2 separate regions of the Mus musculus genome follow, and region 1 is linked to region 2. A link is a contact called in public Hi-C data. All regions are on one chromosome and are shown on one strand. The core of a region is the stretch at or near the end of the contact, and the rest is flanking DNA. Distances in the headings are between cores, read along the strand shown. Region 1 overlaps Sox6 (SRY (sex determining region Y)-box 6). Region 2 overlaps Sox6 (SRY (sex determining region Y)-box 6).

The links. A called contact is a pair of places that touch in the nucleus more often than the background predicts.
Region 1: a Hi-C map of the N1E-115 cell line shows a contact between it and region 2, with 6 times the contacts expected there. The contact joins two enhancer-like sites. A contact is called at or near these places in 3 of 484 Hi-C or Micro-C datasets (the N1E-115 cell line, liver and nephron progenitors), 4 of 115 datasets of contacts at active chromatin or transcription factors (embryonic stem cells and kidney) and 3 of 9 other capture datasets (adipose tissue, embryonic tail and pancreatic islet).

The regions. Positions count from the first base shown.
Region 1 is chr7:115,864,884-115,867,583 of GRCm38.p6, reverse strand. All of the region lies in intron 2 of Sox6 (SRY (sex determining region Y)-box 6), which reads left to right. Among named protein-coding and RNA genes, the nearest start is that of Sox6os, 170 kb to the left of the region's middle. Within about 2 kb of position 1,418, at least 65 of the 459 cell types and tissues checked have an H3K27ac peak or open chromatin away from gene starts, as enhancers often do. A contact at or near this core is called in the N1E-115 cell line, where this site is marked.
Region 2 is chr7:115,733,016-115,735,715 of GRCm38.p6, reverse strand. The region is part of intron 4 of Sox6 (SRY (sex determining region Y)-box 6); the gene reads left to right. Among named protein-coding and RNA genes, the nearest start is that of Gm51455, 240 kb to the right of the region's middle. Within about 2 kb of position 1,380, at least 21 of the 459 cell types and tissues checked have an H3K27ac peak or open chromatin away from gene starts, as enhancers often do. A contact at or near this core is called in the N1E-115 cell line, where this site is marked.

The DNA.
Region 1 (2,700 bases), core at 169-2,668, 130 kb before region 2:
GTGTGTGTGTGTGTGTGTGTGTGTGTGTGTATGTGTGTGTTTAAAGTATCTTGCACCTTTCAGTTTAGTTTTTCTTTTATTTGGAACTATTTTTCTTATGATAATATATTAAGGATTTGGGTGCTTAATTTAATGTTAACTCTAAAAGGCACACCGAATAAATACTTACAAGAGAATCTTACTACACGGATACCTAGAAACTCTCCCTGGCCCTGCAGTTGCAGAATTCCCGTGGCGAGGGCATTCTCCACATGCCCACCATTATCTGATGTAATGAAAAGAGAAAGTGTGCAGCAGCGAGATTGTTAATTAATTTAGCCTAACAAGATGAAGACGAATGAAGCAGAGCACAGGATGAATGAAGGAAGAGGTCTTATTTACAATGTAATACATTTTTATATAATACAGATTTTACTTGGTTTAAAAATAGATCCCCCCAATACTATGAACAAAATCAATCCCCACCCCACCATTCCACATGGAGCTCCTGGCCTGACCTCACAGAAAGCAAGCCAGGGCTCCATATGGAAGACACTTCTCCAATGTGTAAACAGGGCTTTTCTTCTGCTAAGAATCCTACAGTAGTTAACCTTTAACTCCAGGGTTTTATTATTCCTGCTGCAGACAGAGGTGAGCACAAGCACAGAGACCTGGAAGCTTTTAGGTCTCTTGTCCTCCAGGTTGCCCCAGACATGCCGTCTCTGTTGTTTAATAATCATTTTATTTTAATTGTCTTTCACTAAAGGCAGGAATCTCAAGGGCTGGGGGGTGGGGTGGGCAGGGAGGAAAAGCTGTGTGCTTCTTACTTGCAGTTACACAGGGTTCTTAGACTCGCATTATTTTAAAGTCCCCCCTTCAGAGAGTAATGAGCTTTCTCCGGGATCTGACCTTTCGTCATTCCTGCTTTCTGCTCAGAAGTACTTCCTTCCTTCCTACTGTAGCTAGAAAAGACAGTCTCTTATCTCGAGTTACTGTAGGCAGTGGTGACAGGACTCCACAAATGGTGGTATTATGATCACTGTGTTTTTATCTCAGGGGTCAGGAACAAATGCATGCAACTGCTTCTAAGGATTTCAATAAATAGGACTTTTTTTTTTTTAGTCCAGACAATCGCCTTTTATGTTACTTTTAAACAAAGCTACTAGTCCATCAAGAGTTTGAAAAGAAAACAATTCCACAGAGTGCCGGTATGGCCACAGACCAATCATCATGGCACCCATTCTCAAGTCCTTTATTTTTCAAGTCCACAACAATAGGTTGTTGATTCAATGGACAAGACCAGAACAATTAAGTTCTCTGTTTAGCAGCAGTGCAGCATTTTAATGCCCTTCTCTAATAATGCTCTCATTATTGTTATTCTAAGACTGGGCCTCAGGAGGAGGAATATTTGCTGGAGGTACGTCATTATTTTGCAAATTTCGATTAGCTCATCATGTTGTCTGTAGTGTGAAAATCGTAGCTAATTAGGGCAGCCAGTTAGACGACCAGCTTTTGAGCTTATGAGTTAAAAGGTAGCATACTTGATAGGCCAGCGATGTGAAAAAGGTGGTAAAAAGGAGGATTAGAGCAGTTGCCTTAGTAACTCCAACTTCCATCTGGGAGGGAACAATGGACTTGTGTTTCTCCCCCACCTTGGTGTAAAAATTGGTTTTGTTTTGAAAGGACAGGGTTCTTTTTATGACAATCTGGAATTCAGCCCAACTGAGTGCAGTTTTAGTTGTTAGGAGAGACCATTGGGATAGGAAAGATGAAAAGGTCATGGTGAGCCTCAAGGACATGAAAGGTCGTTGTCTGGGGAAACAATGGTAGATTGTGTTCTTTTTTCTCCCTCTCTCTAATATTTCAAGCCAGCCAGCCCCTAAGTCAGGTGATGGGACAAATACCTACAGTTTAGTCAGGTGAAACAGGAGGAGGGGAGGATTTGGGGGAGAGAATTTGTACTATGCCAAAGAAAGAAAGGAAGAAAGAAGGAAAGAGAAAAAGAAAGAAAGAAAGAAAGAAAGAAAGGAAGAAAGAAAGAAGAAAAGAAAAGAAAGAAAAGAAAAGAGAAGGGAAAGGGCTGTCCCCAACCTGCTTCAGTTGAGAGAGTAGTATTTCTTTGTCACCGTCCTGAGATCCCAGTGTGCTCTGGATGGGTTGCCTCTGGGCCAGCACATCTCTGGGAACCTCTCCAGCGTGTGGAGCTTGATTTAAGCTTTCTCTTCGAGCTCCCGGAGGACCAGTGATGTGATACTTAACAATAAATTTAGTTGTTGTCGCTTTCTTGCATTATTGGTACCCTTAAAAGGTTTTCCTTAAAATGCACACAGAATAAAATGAATGATAAATATGAAAGAAATTTGTCTCCGCACTCCACAGGGTTTTACCATAAATTCTATGACTTCCATCACAGAAAGTTTACAGGAAACTGTTTAGATGTTGCTGCAATAGCAGTTCAATTTTTTTATGTACGTAAGAAAATGCCACAATTTTAGGATCTACTAGGGCTTTGTATATGGGGATGGTGATAGAAAAAGACTGAATACAGCACCATTTCTTTAAAATCCTCAAAGCCAAATCACCCTTCCCAGGGTCACAATACTTGTAGTTCAGTGAAATGAATGACTTCTCTTTTCCTTCTATATTAGTCTCTCTCTCTCTCTCTCTCTCTCTCTCTCTCTCTCTCTCTCTCTCTCTCCCTCTCCCTCTCCCTCTCCCTCT
Region 2 (2,700 bases), core at 131-2,630:
CCCTATGTACCCAGTCTAGCCTTGAACTTGAGATACAGACGAGTATCACCAGATTTAAGTACTCTGTTATAGATATTAACATGGGGTCTATATTTGGTTTGGTCACCAAAATAGCTAGTAAAAATGTGTATGTTATTGATGGATGAGAGCCAGTAAAGATTTACTGTATTTAGAGATTTTGTCCATATGATTCTGGTAAAAGTTAGTACCATGGAGAAACCTACTATGCAAACTATGTATATTTGTGTTGACAATATAAAAACCATGTGGATGTATGTGAGGATTTTTCTGTCTCACAGGTAGAAGATCCTCATTTCTTTGCTACAGTAGCTCATGTATCTCATTCAAATAATAAACACAGAAACTTTTTTGATGTAGCATTTGGGGTGGTGGAGAGAGAGAGAGAGAGAGAGAGAGAGAGAGAGAGAGAGAGAGAGAGGAGAGAGAGAGAGAATAAGAAGAAAGGAGAGAGGAGACAGGAAGACACTTAGGAAAGGTGACCATGGATGTGGCAATTCTCGTCCTCCCTTCCTCCTCCTCCCACCTTCCTCCTCCTTCCACCCCCTTGCTTATATATGTACATAACCAAAACCAATGGAAAAACTTAGGCCTTCTGAATATTTGACATGTCAGATCCAATTTTTTTTTATCAGTGGGTTTGTTCTGTAGTCTCATTATAGCATTTGTATGTCTGACACGGAGACTATTTTTTGCAGTGAATAAGAGAGCCATCACTTAATTCTTCTTTGATGGTGGCTTAAGGTATTAACACCACTCTTTCCTCCATGCTCCTCTTCAGGTGCTGCCTTTCCAGATTATAAGAATGATTTAAATCAATTATCATTGAACTAGCTACTGGGATTCCAGAATGAATTTTGTTCTTTCTGAAACAGGTTTGGTTTCTCTCCATGCATTTAGCCAGAGAATGATGGTTAAGGAAAAGAAACTTAAAAAATAGAACACTAAAATAGCCAGCCTTCCAGGCACTTAAGAATAGGACATTTAAATCTTCATACATATAGCCAAGCAAAATGTGCACATCTCTTTGTTTTTAGACGAGCATACTACTAATATTCTACTGTAGAATAAATCTGTGGTTCCCTTGAAGGACCAGTATAGTCAGTCACTTGGTGAGAAAGTAGCTAACAGTCTATAGAGGAGCAGGACAATTCCATTTGTGGTTTTAAGCGAGTCATTGTTTCATTTGGAGAATGTAAAAGTAGCTAACAGTCTATAGAGGAGCAGGACAATTCCATTTGTGGTTTTAAGCGAGTCATTGTTTCATTTGGAGAATGTAAAATCGGTGACTGAGCTTGTTCCCTTTGTAAGGGACACACAGTGACACACGGAAGCTTATGAGTGCTTCTGACAGATGTGTTGGCGGTTTGCCACAAGCTAAGGGTGCGGTCCTGACTGACAGCTTGCAATTATGTTATGATGAATGGTTCTGATGTGTGTTCAAGAGAAAACCACTTTCTAGAGAGTGAAAGTCATACATACGGTTCCTATAAAATCAGCTCAAATAAAGTATGGTAACTCTCTATTTTGTTTAGCATTTTGGTGGGCTAACCAATTTGAGCATTCCTCTTTCCACAGAAGTCTCTGTTTTTGATAAAACAAGGATGCAATCCAATTTTTTTTTTGTGGGTGGAAATAAATTTGATACCTTTTTTTGGCACCAGAAATACTTTATCTGCATTTTTGACAAAGCTGACATGTCCAAGGAAATCTTTACCTCTCACATAAACTCTTAAAAATATATATATGTTCTGTGGTGTACCTATAAGACTTTTGAGTCAAGCATTCAAAAAGAAGTTGCCTCTTCGGACCAACTAACTTTTTAATAAGTTCTGCTGTTTGTATTTCATTGAAGTTACTGTGATCAAATGATGTGGGGAGGCTGGCTTTCTGGGTCATTCTTATCTAATCTGATTTAAGTCAGATCAGACTCTAGTTTACAGTGTAGATTTTTCTAGAGTTAATATACTTATTGGTATAGAATTTTACTACTCAATGATAAGACTATACTATTTAAAATGTCTTGATTAAACTAGCTGTTATTTTCCCCATATATTGACAAAAAGTTGACAGGTTTCCCAAAATTAAGTCAAATAAAAATATTAAATTAAGTTGAGGTGGAGTTTTTAAAAAATACTTAAATTAAGTGGTTAAATTTGTTGCTTATTTTGAAAAAGTTAAGTTTCAGTTTGATTCTCTGAGAAGCTCAAAACACAATATTCTTGAAGCTAAGAAGGAATCTCTGTTAAGAAAATTAAAAAGCAACATAAAAATGATGAAATTTCAGTAAGTGCTTTACCATGTAAGAGAAGGTAGCACAATAGTTAAAATCTTCACAAAGTCAGACTACAACTAAGGCTTAAACACTGAAATTTCCAAAGGTCAGGGAAAAAAAAAGAAAGAGGGATAATTCATTTATCCCAAATTTCCTAAAACGGATTGCATTATCTTACTTCAGAGAAGCTAGTTAGGATTGTATAGATCTGATGCAATCTCAAAGAAAATTCTTAAGAATTTAAATATTTCAGCTTTGCAGTAGCCAGCTTTTGTCCTTTGAACTTGTTTTTCTCCAAGTCTCTTTGTGTGGATTAAGGTGTGCCATCTCTAGTATTGCAGGAGTGACCTTCCATTGTAACTGAAATTAATTCTTCCACAATGAAAGGAGGGGCATGTCGCAACTGT